Linked DNA regions of Mus musculus: all the other regions are linked to region 4. Evidence: chromatin contacts called from public HiChIP or PLAC-seq and promoter capture Hi-C data. All regions are on one chromosome and are shown on one strand. Each heading gives the region's core, a stretch centred on a gene start, on an enhancer-like site or on the middle of the called end of the contact. The rest is flanking DNA. Distances are from core to core; before and after follow the strand shown. Region 1 holds the start of 4931419H13Rik (RIKEN cDNA 4931419H13 gene). Region 2 holds the start of Dclk1 (doublecortin-like kinase 1). Region 3 overlaps 4931419H13Rik (RIKEN cDNA 4931419H13 gene). Region 4 holds the start of Smad9 (SMAD family member 9).

The links. Promoter capture Hi-C pulls out the DNA fragments that hold promoters and counts their contacts. HiChIP or PLAC-seq counts read pairs in DNA pulled down with a chosen protein or histone mark.
Region 1: a contact with region 4 is called in a promoter capture Hi-C map of hippocampal neurons, with 4 times the contacts expected there. The contact joins the promoter of 4931419H13Rik here to the promoter of Smad9 in region 4. A contact is called at or near these places in 6 of 39 promoter capture datasets (the 3T3-L1 cell line, cranial neural crest, embryonic stem cells and 2 more), 1 of 15 datasets of contacts at CTCF or cohesin (the NIH/3T3 cell line), 10 of 484 Hi-C or Micro-C datasets (the G1E-ER4 cell line, adipose-derived mesenchymal stem cells, embryonic fibroblasts and 7 more), 6 of 115 datasets of contacts at active chromatin or transcription factors (embryonic basal ganglia, embryonic hindbrain, embryonic midbrain and 3 more) and 1 of 9 other capture datasets (adipose tissue).
Region 2: a promoter capture Hi-C map of hippocampal neurons shows a contact between it and region 4, with 2.8 times the contacts expected there. The contact joins the promoter of Dclk1 here to the promoter of Smad9 in region 4. A contact is called at or near these places in 2 of 39 promoter capture datasets (the 3T3-L1 cell line and hippocampal neurons).
Region 3: a contact with region 4 is called in an H3K4me3 HiChIP or PLAC-seq map of embryonic forebrain, with 5 times the contacts expected there. The contact joins the enhancer-like site here to the promoter of Smad9 in region 4. A contact is called at or near these places in 8 of 39 promoter capture datasets (the 3T3-L1 cell line, the C10 cell line, cranial neural crest and 4 more), 1 of 15 datasets of contacts at CTCF or cohesin (the NIH/3T3 cell line), 8 of 484 Hi-C or Micro-C datasets (the G1E-ER4 cell line, adipose-derived mesenchymal stem cells, embryonic fibroblasts and 5 more), 6 of 115 datasets of contacts at active chromatin or transcription factors (embryonic basal ganglia, embryonic forebrain, embryonic midbrain and 3 more) and 2 of 9 other capture datasets (adipose tissue and liver).

What each region holds. Positions count from the first base shown.
Region 1 is chr3:55,053,986-55,057,685 of GRCm38.p6, forward strand. It overlaps 4931419H13Rik (RIKEN cDNA 4931419H13 gene), which reads left to right and starts at 1,257. Exons shown (of 8, transcript NR_040593.1): 1 at 1,257-1,451. It overlaps Ccna1 (cyclin A1), which reads right to left and starts at 1,070. Exons shown (of 9, transcript NM_007628.3): 1 at 980-1,070; 2 at 348-533. The coding sequence starts at 512.
Region 2 is chr3:55,240,080-55,243,627 of GRCm38.p6, forward strand. It overlaps Dclk1 (doublecortin-like kinase 1), which reads left to right and starts at 2,285. Exons shown (of 17, transcript NM_001195538.2): 1 at 2,285-2,672.
Region 3 is chr3:55,073,476-55,076,984 of GRCm38.p6, forward strand. The region is part of intron 6 of 4931419H13Rik (RIKEN cDNA 4931419H13 gene); the gene reads left to right. Among named protein-coding and RNA genes, the nearest start is that of 4931419H13Rik, 20 kb to the left of the region's middle. Within about 2 kb of position 1,371, at least 3 of the 459 cell types and tissues checked have an H3K27ac peak or open chromatin away from gene starts, as enhancers often do. A contact at or near this core is called in embryonic forebrain, where this site is marked.
Region 4 is chr3:54,753,451-54,757,148 of GRCm38.p6, forward strand. Smad9 (SMAD family member 9) reads left to right here and starts at 2,132. Exons shown (of 6, transcript NM_019483.5): 1 at 2,132-2,244.

The sequences.
Region 1 (3,700 bases), core at 7-2,506, 300 kb after region 4:
TAGCCTAGCTCCTACTGAACATCTTTCTGGCGGCTCAGAGCATCTCCAGGGCTATAGGACAGTGTAATTTCATTCTTTCTGACTAGCCCTTGAATCACTTAACCCAAACAGTTCCTACATACACATATGCACACATGTGCACACACGTGCACACAGATGCACACTATCATAGAAAGCCTTCTTTGTCCTTGGCATCGTTCTCCATGTATTTGACATGCAGGCACAAGTGCATGAGTGCATGCACACACACACACACACACACACACACACACACACACACACACACACGCATACTGCCACAGCAAGCCTTCTCCGTGGCATATTTCCTGGTGCTCCTGGGTCATTACCTGGCCACAGGTCCTCCTGTACTGCTCATTTTCAGTCAACACCCCTAGCACGGTTCTCTGTGGGGGATCCTGGCCAAGCTGAGCTCTGCTGAGCATTTGACAAGCATCAGGACCTTGGCCCACTGGAGGCAGAGCGACTCCACTCTTGGAGCTCTGGCGATGCATTGCCTAGTAAGCCACAGCCTGCTGCTATCCAGGAAAGAGGAGACACAGTTAGTTTACCTCTCAACCTAGGGACCCGGAAATGCAGAGAACTCTGGAGTGCCAAGCTCCAGAGTCACTACCAATGTCCCAACTTCCCGACAAACATTAAGGTCCCAAGTGACAGCTCAGGCATCAGAGCAACCAACTCAGAACCAAACAATGGCTGAATGGGCTTTAATATGACCCCAGGCTAAAGGTTGCAGAGAGAGCCGGATGGAGCCCAAACTCCACGCCAGGATTGTCTGCCCACATTGATTTAGGGCAGAGGGAAGCAGAACCTAAGATTCCTGATCCTCCTTCCCTCGCCCCCTTCCAGATTTGATTCAAAATCCAAGATCCCTGGCTGGGAAAAGGTGAGTTCCCTTCCCAAGTGACAAGCAGGCGCTTCTCTCCAGAAGTAAGGCCCCCAAACCTGCTTGGGAACCCACAGCAGGCCCTGCTTCTCAGGTTCTTCTCTGTCTGGGCGATTAGCAAGCGCACCCCGGCCGGGGCCGGGCGGGCGGGGCCGTGCGCGGAGGGAGGGGACCCGGAGAGGAGAGATTCCAGGGGGCCGGTTCCAGCAGCCTCGGCTAGTGCGCTCGCCACTGAGGACTTTCGACCCAGCCGCGTCTGTTGAATCAGCCAATCAGCGGCCACCCCGAGCCCAGCAGAGCCGCTTCCATGCCAACCGCGGCGGGCGTGCGCCCGGGTCCTCATCGTCCTGGCGACCGCTCACCTGCAGCTCTGCCCGCTGATGCTCGGCCCCCGGGGCGCTGCCGGGCGGGGCCAACCGCGCAGCCCCGGGCTCCTGAACCGCAAAGCCAGGCGTGCCAGGCGCACCGAACCGCACTGCACCGCACGTCGCCACTTGCACCCCTCTGGTCGATGTCACCAGGGAGGGCTGACGGCGGCTTACACACGGTAGCCTCCCTGAAAGGGACAGTTCCCCAGGAGCCGGTTCCCCCAACAGCTACGAACCCCTCCCGCCAACGTCTCCTGCGCGGCCCGCTCCCGAGAACCCTGGCTCGGGAGAGCGACGCGGGGTCCTCGGGCTGAGGCCGCGGCGCCCTCCTGGCCGGCCCGAGGGCGCGGCTCGCTCCCCTTCCCCATCTCCTTCTCTCGGACGCCTGCCCCACGGGCTCCCGACCCTGGGCGGCGGAGGGCTGTGCCACAGCTTAGCCTTCCAGGGTGGTCAGGGGCCGGAAGTGTGGCAAAGGGAGCCGGGAGAGATTTGGGGCCGTAATGTAACTCGAGGTGCCCCAGCCACCCGTGAGAGGTCTTCCCCTTGGGCACCGCTGGTGCGGGGAAGAGGAAGGAATGCGGGGAGCCTCTGTGGCTTGGATGTTGAGAGATTCTGAGCTGAGGTCATTGCTCCGATGACCCGGCCACGGCCACGTGTGAAAGGAGAGTCCCAGGACTGGGAGTGGGAGTTTAACCAAAAAGAAGGTTCTAAAAGGGCAAGGCAATTCTTGAATCATGGAAACCCTGGCACTTGTAGAGGTGACAGGCAATCAGCAAACTGAGTTTACATAATTGGTTAACTTTTTTTGAAAATATATACACACGTGTACTCACATATATGTGAGCACCAGATGTATATGTCTATGCATCATATATCAGTATATATGAGTGTATATGCATACATGCACAGACACACACACACACACACATCCTGTAACTGCTTTTGCTTAGAAATAAAATCCACCCCTAAATTCTAAAAGCAGTTCCAAAGGCCATCCAAACTTTAAGCAAAGGTCGTTAGCCTGCCTAAGTGTATTATTAATTGATGCGTTCACGAGAGAGGGGGTTAGCAGATGTGAACTGTCTCAACCGACTAGACGCAGAAGATTCTAGGAAAAGTGTGGCCCATCTTGTGGAGAGGGCTTTGCGAAGCGTTTCACCAACCCATACTGGATGCAGAAGCGCAAAGCTTCCTTGTTCTGGATGACATGTTGCATCCTCTAATTCTCAATTCTCGTGCCTTCAAACATGGAGACAACACACAGGATGCGGGAACATCTTGGTTGCTGCCATAGATGTTCATAAGTCATCCAGGCCCAAAGGAGCTGTTTTGCAAGGTGCTCTGACTGGTGACAGGCTATGCCTACGCGACTTCCTGGAAATCTCCCAAGAAAGCCAAACCGTTGTTGTGATTGCTGGGTGTGGCTTAAGGTCTCAGCTGGAGCCTGGTAACAAGTTCAGACAAGAGACTGACAGGCTTGGGAGGGGACATTTTTTTTTTTTTTTGGTGCTAAAATTTTGTTTTATTTTAAGCCAAAATAGCCTGAAATATTCCTATCTGTTATAACTTTTTCCAGAAGAAAATGCAAAACACACAAAGCAGGTAGTACTACAGGACAGGATACCTGCATCTTCTGACCAAGTCTCAGTGGCTCCACCAGAAAGAACCATAGCAAAGGGGCTACCTGGCAACATAGGCCAGCCAAAGCTATAAAACCTGGTCATCTCATCTATCAACGAAGTGTTACTTCTTGTCAGTGCATATAGTGTACTAAAATTAATGAAAACCTTCATAAAAACGGTCCGCAGCAGATACATACAAGCAGGATCTGCAGCTGTCTATCAGCTTCCACTTGCGCAGTTAACTTATGACTGATCCTTGAGTATATCCAGTCACATTGAGAGCAGCTTGTCCAGAACTGCTTCTTTGCATGTGTACTGTGTTGTCACAGCTGTCCCCATGTGCCAGAGCCAGAGCCCAGACCCTGCCACAGGGAAGGAACTTAGGTTGGAGGCCTGGAGCTGCAGAGTGATGATGTGTGGCTGATGGTCTCTCCTGGGTAGCACTGTTGGCCCATGCTGCCTACCTCATACATCGACTGTGCACAAGGGCTCACCACCAGGCTGGGCAGATGCTACAATTGACATCTTGGGTTTCTTCCGAGTCTCCTCCCGCTCTGCAGCCAGCCTCTTCATCTCTTCTTGTAGCTTGCTCAGGATGTGAAGGTTGGGCCTGTTCTTCTTGGCATACTGCTGTAGCTCTATCACACTCTTGTCAGAGGTCTCCTGCTTGACCATTTTGCTGCTCTCACGACCATACATGTGCAGTAAGGAACCCCAGTTCTTGACATGTGGGTGCAGCAGCTGAAGGATTTTCTGAGATGCTAATTGTTTCCCAAGGGAGGGGACAATCTTGATGTGTTCCTCTT
Region 2 (3,548 bases), core at 1,035-3,534, 490 kb after region 4:
AAGCTGCCTTGGGACAACTTTGGACGTTCGTCTAGTCAGGTTCCTGGTGCGGTTTACCCAGAATGCTTTTCTGCTACGTTACGGCCATAGCTTGGTGGCCATGGTATTGTTGAGGGCATTCATCCACTTACTTGTTACTTGTAGTTTTAGGAGAAGGTAAAATGTCTAGAGATATTCCCATTTAAAAAGTCATCTATGATCTTGTTTCTTTTATTACATTATTTTCATTTTTCAAGTAAACACCCTAGTGTTGGGAATTCTCAAAAAAAAAAAAAAAACAAACAAAAAAACAAAAACCCAACTTGTTCTAAATACTGCCATTTTGTTTTTAGACTCCCATTTAACCACAGGGGCAAACTAAATTCAAGGTTCTAGGCTCTAGGGGAACTGGGGACTTCCCAATAGCTGAACAGCTTCTATTGAAAGGATACACTTGTCTGAATCCAAATATCTCAGGAGACAGTTGTCTGAATTCAGATATTTCAAGGACAACTCCATCTTGCTATCTGGGTTAACCTAAGGTAATATTCCCAGACCCAAGAGCCTACTCCTATACTAATTGGTGAAAAACTGTAATAATAACTTGGCGTAGGTGTTTATGAGATGTGAGCTTAAATATCCTGTGATATTCTGGCTCTTTGCTTCAGTTCAGCTCCTGAGTCTTTTCTGAGGTCCTGATTGACCAGTAGCAACTTGATTACAATACATTTTTGTCTTCTTCATTGACCTGGTGTTTGAGTTATGATGGATTTAAGCAGACCCTGTAACACTAGGACCATGGTAAGATACGGTTAAGTCATATAAAATGCTTAATAAATTACCTCGAGGAGGCTGGAGAGATGGCTCAGTGGGTAGGAGCTCTTGTTACATTTGCAGAGGACCTGGGTTCAGTTCCCAGCACCCACACAGTGGCTTACAAACACCTGCAACTCCAGCTCTAGGGGATACCACATCCTCTCCTGGTCTCCAGGAGCACTGCACACATGTGCTATGCATACATACATGTAGGCAAACATTCATACACATAAAATTGAGATAAATAAGTCATTTATAAAATGAAATGACCTTGACAGCATGTCCACTGGGGGGAGGTTCGAGGTAGGATCTCTATTAGTCACACACTTGGAAGAAATCACTGGGGACTTCTCACTGGCAAGATAAGTGGAGGTCTTGATTTCTGGTCTCAATGAAACAGACTTGTTTGGTGTCCATCTCTTGGCTTAGCTCTGAGCCTTACTTTTGCACTAGAATTTGAAGAAGCAGAGCGTGGGACTTTGCATCTAGTTAATTTGGTGAGTGCATTCTACACTCATCTCTGGCCTCTTGAGTAGCTCAGAAGTAGATATCTCATCATTTATTGAATATGTAATACATATCCCAGTTGGCTGCATTTTCTAACAAAGGGTAATCAGCATGAACAGAATACTTCAGGAGAATTTCAGAATAACTTTTAGTAACAATAAATAGTAAAATACATAACTGGACCCAGTGGGCAGAAAAAATTAATTTTGTGTTTTTTATTGAGCAGCCCAGAGTCAGTAAGACAAACAAATACATATATTGGCATGTGTCTATGTATTGTCTAATGACTTTTAAATATATATATTTAGGCTGCATACTGAGCCATGCAAATGTTTCAGAGATACCTGGGATGGGGTCCCAGTCCCCAGAATTGTATCCAGTGGAAGCTGTGAACATCTGGGTTCTGAGAACATTCTTGTTCGGGGAGGGAAGGCTTGTGTAAGCTTATGGGACTTTCCACCCTGACAGACTGCCAGTCTTGCAGCCAAGAGGCCTCCAAGAGCAGTCTAAGTGTGGCCTTAAGTTATCAAAAGCTTATTGTGAAATAAAGCCCTAAGCAGGAGGCCACCATCTCAACAGTGACTCATGTCTTGGGGTCAATCGCGAATGACGAGTGGAACGTGGCCCTCCCCAAGTAGGGAGACTGAGGATTACTTTACATTGCTTAGTTTGAAGGGTCCAGATCTGGTCTCCCAGGACAGTTCAGAAAAAGCAGTTTTGAGGGGCAATCCTACTGGCTTCCCTATTCCTGGGAAGGGCGTGTCAAACCACAATGCCAAATGAAAAGATGTAGGGGTGTGTGGGTAGGTGGGTGAGTTCCTCTGGTCTCCTTTGATGAAGGCGACCTCAATACTGGACCACTTCTCTGCCCAGCACATGACCTGCTTCAGATTCATCTCTATCGATATTCTTTCTCAGTTCCCTGAGCCACCAACCAATCTGCCCCCATCCTCTGGCAAGTCCTTCTAGCGACTGGGGAGGCTTGGGAGCGGAGGGGTGTCCAGGCAATCCAGATTACCAAGACCATTGCAACCAGAAGCCTGGCTAGAGGAGGGAGGACCCTGGACTCAGCCACGGTGGGCGCGCCCTGCCAAGGAGGGCGGAGGGCGGAGCAGGAGAAGGAGGGAGAAGGGAGGGCATGTGAGCGAGTGAGACACAAGAAAAGCTTGCGCGCCACCGCCCTCCTCGGGAGAGAGGCTGGAGTGAGGCTGAGCGGAGAACCGCATTTCAATGAGGACCAGCTCCAGCGCATCAGTGCACTAGCGGTCGCAGCTTCCAGACGCTCGTGCTCCGCAGCCCCAGCCGCGCCCAGCCCGGCGAGGACAGCTCCAGCAGCCGGCCACAGACAACCCAGCCTCCACCCGCGACCGGTGCGTGCTTTGCCTGGGCTGGGGAAGGTGCGGGCAGGCCCCGTGGTGCCGTCTGACCGCAGCCCTGGAAGCCCTGGCCAGGATGGACCCCACTGGGCAGCAGCCGCCCCGCCCGCCGTTCCTCGAAAGACGGCTGCTCTGGGCTGGCTAGTTTGGTCCGGCCAGGAAGCGTTGTGTGCCCGCGGCCCCAGGGTTGCTGGCTCCTGCCTCTTTTGTCTGGTGCCACCGGCTTTAAATAGGGAGTCTGGCGGGTTGGGCCCTCCAAGGCTTTCCATCCCCTTGTTGTTGGAGATAGAGAGCCGCGGAGGAGCTGGGAGAGGCGCTTGTCATTGTCAGGATTGACTGTGGAGCTAGGACCAAGTGGGCAAGGAAGGAGTGGCTGGGCCTGGCCTCTTATTGTGTGCATGCTTTCCCGAGTGCCCAGGAGGGTGGCATGTGCCTGGTGATGGGGGCTGCAGTGTAGGCGTTGCAAGTACCTTTTTGCATGGTCTCAAGTTCCTCTGGGGACAGCCAGGAAGCCTTGTGTACGAATTAGTACCTGCAGTGCTAAAAGCATGCAGAGAGGAAAAGACATTTTCCTCCTAGGGGGAGCGCACACACAGCGCCGCATTGCCCCACAAAAGAGGCTGCTTTTGAAAATCAGGTTTCTGAGGCATCGCCACTGGATTTGGCAAGGAAATCCTTGTGGGTGAGAGAAGTAACAAGAAGATTTCATTCAAACAGGGCTCCCTCTCTGACTGCACCTGTGAATGTGTGCCCAGGTTACTGTGCACGCGCGCTCAGCTGCCACACTGCAGGGTGTTCCGAAGGGGGCGGGGGGGGGGTGGGGAACGACCGTGTCATGACTGTTCCTAAATATATCGCCTTTCAATGGGA
Region 3 (3,509 bases), core at 121-2,620, 320 kb after region 4:
AACAAAACAACACTCCACACAATGGGAAAATATTTTTAACAAATTTGCATTGATAGGAAACTAATATCATACACACACACACACACACACACACACATATATACATATACATTAACTCAAGGTCTCCTTGCTGCTCATATCAGAGAGTCCTCTCTAGTCAGGACATAAGTTCTGTCTGGATCAACATCCCTCTCTAACCCCAAACATTAGCAGCAAAGAAATTCTAAGATCCTTTCTCTGCCCTTCACCTCTCTGACCCCTGACCTTTGCCTGTAGGAAACATAGACTTTCTGTGATGCTTAGAACATTTTGTGATTAAAAAAAAAAAAAAAAAACCAAAAAACTTTTTTGTTAACTTATTTTGTTATGCTCAGTGGAAGAGAATAGAGGGGTTTGTGTTCATCTGTTTGTTTGTTTGTTTCCTGTTAAAGGATACCTTTCAAAAGCAAGAAGTCTTAAAGCTGGAGAGATGCCTCAGTGGTTAAGGGCACTGGCTACTCTCCCAGAGGGCCAAGGTTTGGTTTGCTGCACCCACATGGTGGTTTATATCCATCTATAACTCCAGTTCCAGGGAAATCTGAGGGTCTCTTCTGGACTCCTTGGGTACTGCCCGCATATTTATGAATACATAATACAAGTAAAAACTTTTTGAAATAAGAAATATTTTTAAATTAACATTGTATTCAATATAATCTCTATAACTAAATTCATACTAACCAGTCCAGGTAATCATTGACTAATTTATCTCTTTTATCAGCACCTATTATGTTTATGTATCCAAAAAGTTTTGTATACAGTTTTCATTTAGAGAGTGGAAATTAGCTCACATTTATATCAGCATTTATATCATCATATTAAATCAGCATGTATAATGTTTTAGAATACTACCTTTCTTTAATATGCTTTAGTGCAAGTCCATGAGTAATCTGGAATTGTTTTACTTTTTTTTTTTTTAACTTGGTTTACAGACACACATCAGCACGCTTGTTATTATCAGGGGCTTCACTCAATCACCAGCTCACCACTTTGTATAGTCGCATGAGAGCCCATTCAGACTGTTGTAGAGGGAATATTTCACCAGTATGGCCCACCTCTTCTTTGTGGTGCTGGGTATGGGACTGTGGGCCTTGTTTACAGTGGACAAATTCCTGGCACCGAATCATGCTACGGCATGATTACTATCTGAAGAAGACGTCATGGACACAAGGCCCATTGAACAAAGATCCCCAGAGGTAACTCCATGGTTCTAATTTAGATCGTTCCAACAAAGAAACAATGGACCTTTGGTTGAGAAACTGTTCCTGGCAGCCTGTGATGTGGCTACATCCCAGAGGTTGTGAGCAAAGGCTCAGGTGCTCCTGTTTGGAAAGGCCTAGAGCTGACACATATCCTTAGCTTGGAAAAGAAGCACACAGCTCAAACTCCTCTGCAAACTCAGCCACATCATAAGCTCCCTGCACATGCCGACAACATCTAATGTTCAATTAAATAGATTTATAATGCCTTTATGAATCTTAGTACATATACTTATACACACTCAGAGTGATCCAATCAGGAAAATGAAAACCTTTTACTTTAAAATGGAGTGTTAAATTTTAAAGGAAAGACATGTCATTTGAGTCTCTGCACAGTGCCCAGTGTTGGAAAGATGGCACCACTGTCTTCTGGTAGACTGACAAAAGTAATTATTTCTAAAACCTACAGTGGCTAACTGTGAATGTTGAATTAATTGATTTTCACTTGGGAAACTCTGTGGTTCAAAATTAGTAGGCAGCATGATCGGTCTTTGAGCTAAGGAATTAAATTGAGGTTGAACACCCATCCTGAATGAGAACCATTGTTTTTAAAGGGGCAGATTTAGATCACCTCAACGCTGGTCTCCTTTCCCCAGGATCTGAGGAACATTAATTAGTATGACAGTTTGCTAATTAAAACTTTCAGGATTAATTAAATATGAAGCTTAGTCTCCACAACAGTTCCAACTCTGTGCTGCCCTCCTGCTGTGGTTGATTGGAGCGTGCCACCCACTGTGACTTTTGTGGGTGTCTGTGACAGATCCCGTTCTGGCAGAGCTATTTAATTCTGTGTTATTAACCAACCAGTGTCTAAGACCAGCTAGACCTTTGTGAAGATTATATATTTAAGCTTCAAGCTCTGGGTGCCTGAACTTACACCTCCTGGGAACACGAGCTCTTCAACAATGAAAAGGCTGATTAAAACTTAATAAAAACTGCCGACATAATGAGATGGATCCCTCTAGAGATAATTTCCCTTGCCAGATTTCAGAAACGATATAAAACTCACTTTCAAATGTTTATCTGCAAAAGCATTTTGGATCCACTTACACCAGGGACATATCAAAGAAACTCTGGGACAAATAGCTTTGGAAATTGAAGGCTTTGGGTTCTGTTGGTACTATTGCTGTCTGACGCCACAAAGAGAAGCATCCAGAATAGGTACCAGCTCTAAGACATCTACATTTATTCCGAAAAATTAGAATATGTGGAGCTGTTTAGATATTATTTCTATTACTTGTGTAGTCTTCTTACAACTCAAAAGCTATTTTTGGACAATTTAGTTGATACAATACTTATCTTTTAAATAAGCCACTGTTCCCAAATGAAGCAATGACGGTGCTTTCTTGCTGCTTTTTAACTTGACTACATGGATTTGCTTGTTACTGGATTTAATGAAAATGTCACAGGCATCCTTGAGAGATCAACAATAAAGGAGACAAGGTGACTGAAACAGTCAGATGTGAGTAACTGAGTGGGCAGGATTTTTTAAAGCCATTCTGGACCCGAACACTTGGATACCAGAGAAATCACACACACACACACACACACACACACACACACACACACACACACACTCGCCTCATCTCCCAAGTGCTAGAATCCCAGGCTCGAATCACCATCCCGGGCTCTACAATCTATCTTGGTGTATCTTGATTACAGAGAACTCCACCCTTTAAGAAACAGGCTCAGACAATCGTGAGTTTGCTCTCTAGTGACTTAAGCATGTTATGTTGCACAAAGATCCAGGTCCCAAAGAGAGACAACCCATACGGTAAAGTTTGCCCTTCAGTAGAATGATGCGTCATCTTCCTAACTCACAAGTAACCCTACACAGGTGTCCCACCCATTGAGAGCTAAACAGCTTGCCTGGTGTCTTGGCACAGGCTCTTAATCCTAGCACTCAGAGGCAGGCTGATCTCTATGAGTGCAAGTCCAGCCTGGTCTTCATGGTGAGTTCCAGGCCAGCCAGGGCTACATAGTGAAGCCCTGTCTTGAACAAACAAGCCTAAGCAACTGTACAGTGACATTAAGTGCCAGCCTGCATAGACCCTGTGACAGGAGCCTGTTGAGTGTTTCCTACTGTTCTCTGCTGTCTTGCCTGATTCTGATCTAATAAACTCTCTCCCGCCCTTTTGTCTTGGTGAATTCTTTCACAGCGTGCCCATCATCAGTCTGTCACTGCCGTTCCTCGTATGGCAGGGAAGAGGTGCT
Region 4 (3,698 bases), core at 882-3,381:
GAAGAAGAAGAAGAAGTGGTGGCAGGAGGGGGTGGGCTGGGTACAGTTACAGCTGTGAGCAGAACCACTCCAAAGCTGGACCAGCTACGAGTTACAAGAGATGTATGCAAAGTGGAGGGTAGACATCAACTGATGACCGTGCTGAGTGTGAGTAAGCTTTCCGTCACTGTGACAACTGAAGCGGAGGAAAAGCTTATTTTGACTCTGAGGTTTGGCTCTGATTGGGCCCATGGAGGGAGCATGTGTCAAAGGAAGATGAGGTCACTTCATGGCCATCCAGAGAAGGAGCCAGGGTACTTATACCCTCTTCAGTTTTATGTTGCCAGTAAGGGAAACTTCTCTAACAAACCACTTCCCAACACTGCCACTCATTGGAGCCCAGGCAGGTGTGTTTCATACACAGATTTGCAGGGTACTTCGGAGCCCAGCTGTAGCACTGTGCGTCTAACAGATGTGGGCAGAAGTAGGAACAGCAAGGATGCTCACAGTCTTCCCAATTGGTATATTCTCCCAGAAAATTTTAGCTGTGCTTTTTTTTTTTTTTCAGGTCCCTAACCAAATTTATAAGGGAATTACCACCTCATCACAACTGTTGACAGTCTGGTTTCCTGTGCATTTCTGTAACACAGTGCTGTGGTGGAAGAGAATTATGTTCCTATTATATGATTAAAAAAAAAAAAACGCAGAAGAAGATAGATTAGAGAGGAGAATTTTTATAACCAGGGTGGTCAAAAGAATCCATCAGCGTGTGTTCTTCTCCAGGGCTGGTGTTTGCCCTTTCTTGAATCCCACCAGGTCTTACTGTTTTATCTCCCTAACCTTTAGGGAGTAAAGTCCAGAAAGGGCAGAGGACACACAAAGGCCCGTCCCACCCCTACCCCTTCCTACATGTCTCTTGACTTCTGTGAACTCACAGCCTCCATTGTGGAAGCTTGAGCCTGCTTAGCAGAGGTCTTCCAACAGTTTGTGCTTCTTCCGAATCTGATTGGATCACTTCTTTCTTTAATATCATTTCTGGGAGGGGGGTGGAATCCCTGAGCTGCAAGGTATCGATTCAGAGAACCTAATTAGTTTACTTGCCTCTAAATATACACAAAGCACAGCCCTCTTCCAGCCCATGGCTTGGAACGTTCCACCACCACCGGACAGTATTTCTTCTGGGGTTTCTTCCTCTCCAGGTCAATCAGAAACCTATCATAGCTCGGTTACAGCAGGGTAGATGAGCCAGGTGTAGAAAGACACTTTCGATTTGAAGTTAAAGAGGCATTTAAACTTCTGCGATCTGTTTTTACAAGCAAGGCCCTCCTAGGCTACACTTGGATGATGATGCAAAACTACCCGTGTTCCAGAAAGCGGAGGTTTGAGGATTAGAAAAAGAAGTTCAACCGAAGGACCTTCGTTTACATTTCAAAGGTGCCTTGGCCTCTTAGTGGACATTTGTGTTCTGGGGCTGACTGAGGTGGCCCTGTACCATCCTCTTCCTCTTGGAAGACCTATAAGGAGGTTTGGTGAGGGATCAAAGGCCTTCGGCATACCGGTGCCACTTTCCAAGCGGCTTTTCAGAGGCAGGCAACCTAGGAGATAGCCAGGCCACTGGGCAGGAAGGTTCCTCGTGCCCATGATGTATATCATGAGTAGATTAGGTAGCATGTATTCTACGCTGGATAAGAAATCACAACCTACATATTATAGAACTGGTTTGAAACTCTGCTTGCCACTCAGCTCGTTTAGATGTTCTTGGGCTGATGCCAGGGCCAGTCATGCCTCAGAGGAACAGACAGCCAGTAAGCGTGGCCTCCAGGGACCAGGACTCTGCGGTTCAGGAGACAGGCATGGTTGGTGGTCCTGTCTGCCTCTCCTGGAGCAAGGGGAGGGGAGGACAACCGCCCCCCTCCCTCTGCTGCCTACAGCCTGTCCAGGTGGGAAGGACATTTTCTGGGGATGACCCGGAGACTCCTCTGTCCCTGAAGGCTCTCTGCAGGCATGATGTGCAGAGCGGGCGGGTGCGCGGCGGGGCGGGGAGCGTGGCGCGGCCAGGGCGCTTGGCCCCTCCTGGCTGGGGCTGCGCGCACGGCCGCCTGGCGCCCTTCCAGCGCGGCGCACTCACGCGGGCGGCCGAGGAGGAGGCTCCAGCCTGACTGACGCCTCTGGAGCCGCTGTCTCGGTCCCGCCGCCGCCCGGCCGACCCTGCAGCTACCGCGCAACCGGAGTGCGCGGGGGGCACGCGTGGCACCTCTCGGACAGGTAAGCGCTGCCATGCCGCGGGCGTGGGCACTCGGGAGGCCCCTGAGGTCCCCAGGCGTGGGACTTGGTTCTCCGTGGAGAACCTGGGTGGTGTCTGTAGTGTGCGAGGGCTCCGCGGCATCCCAGCACCTGGGACCTATGGCGCGACGCGTGACCCGGGGCGTGGGCAGGGATGCGGGATGCGCGTGGGCCGAGTGCAGAAGGATGCACACTGTCCTGTACCCAGGGACAGGCGCCCTGGAGCTCAGCTCCGGGAAGTAGTCCTTTGCTGCAGAGCATGACAGTAAAGAGGCTAGTGTGAGTGCGTGTAAGGTAGTTATTGTGACTCTGGGGGAGATTTTAAAACTCCAGGGCACCCTTGGCTACGAAGCCTTATTTCATACTCATGTCATTTTTTTTTTCCTTCTCTGCTTACCTTTGAGGCATACACAGTGAGAAAGAGAAGAAAAAAAGTTAGGAATGTTGAGTGTCTGTAGCTGTTGGGTTGTGTTTGTCTTCTCCTGGGCCTACCATTGGGTGCCAGCGCTGCGCAGACAGGAGGGGGCGAGGTGGGGACAGATGCAGGCGACTGACTGACGCCGGCCTTGTGGGAGGCGTGTGGGGAACCTTCTTAAGGGTGGCTAATCGCTGCACTTCTTACTCCCTCCCCTCTCTCCCTCTCTCTACCATGGCAATTTAAAATGATAGTTTTGAGGTCCTCCGTTAGCGTCAGCCTATCTCTGGACTGGAACTGGTCCTCCTGAGAAATAACCTACAAATGAAGTGGATCTCCTTTTGGAAGCAAATTGTATGTAATTCGGTCAAATGCACAGCCACAGAACACTAGGAATCATTTTTACTTTTATGGCTTGCTGACGACGTTCTGTAAAAATGTAATTAGCAACGGGAGTGGAGAATAACGGTAGTCTTCGGCCCTTTAAATCATTGCCGCTTCCTAGGCCACTCCTCGGGAGGATTTGTGGTTGTGAAATGTGCTAGCATGCCTGTCAATGAGAAGGAATGCCTTCGGATGTTTACACTTAAAAAACTATTCATTTATATTTTAAAAAGGAAATAAAAATTCAGCCCTAGCACACTCTCTAGCAAACGACCAGGATTCAATGCTCTGCCTTTAGAAAGCCAGGAACATGAGTTTAGATCTGTGGTTGATTATCCAAGGACATCACAGTTAAGAAACCGGTGTGGTAGTTTATAAATAAGGAACCTTTAAAATATGCTAAGATTATCAAGGTGTCAAGTATTTCTGAAAACAGACTCCTTGGTGACAAGGCAGCTTCCTGCAAGCCAGCCTTTTCTGAGTCTTTCCTGACACTGAGGCCCCCCACTTTTATGCTTGAGTGGTTGGCTTTGTCGGGTTGCTCCCCTCTCCTCCCCTCACCCCCCTACCCCCACCCAGTTTGAGCTATGCTTTGGAGAATGTTTGCCTAGTCTGGATCCAGCAAGCTCACTTACCA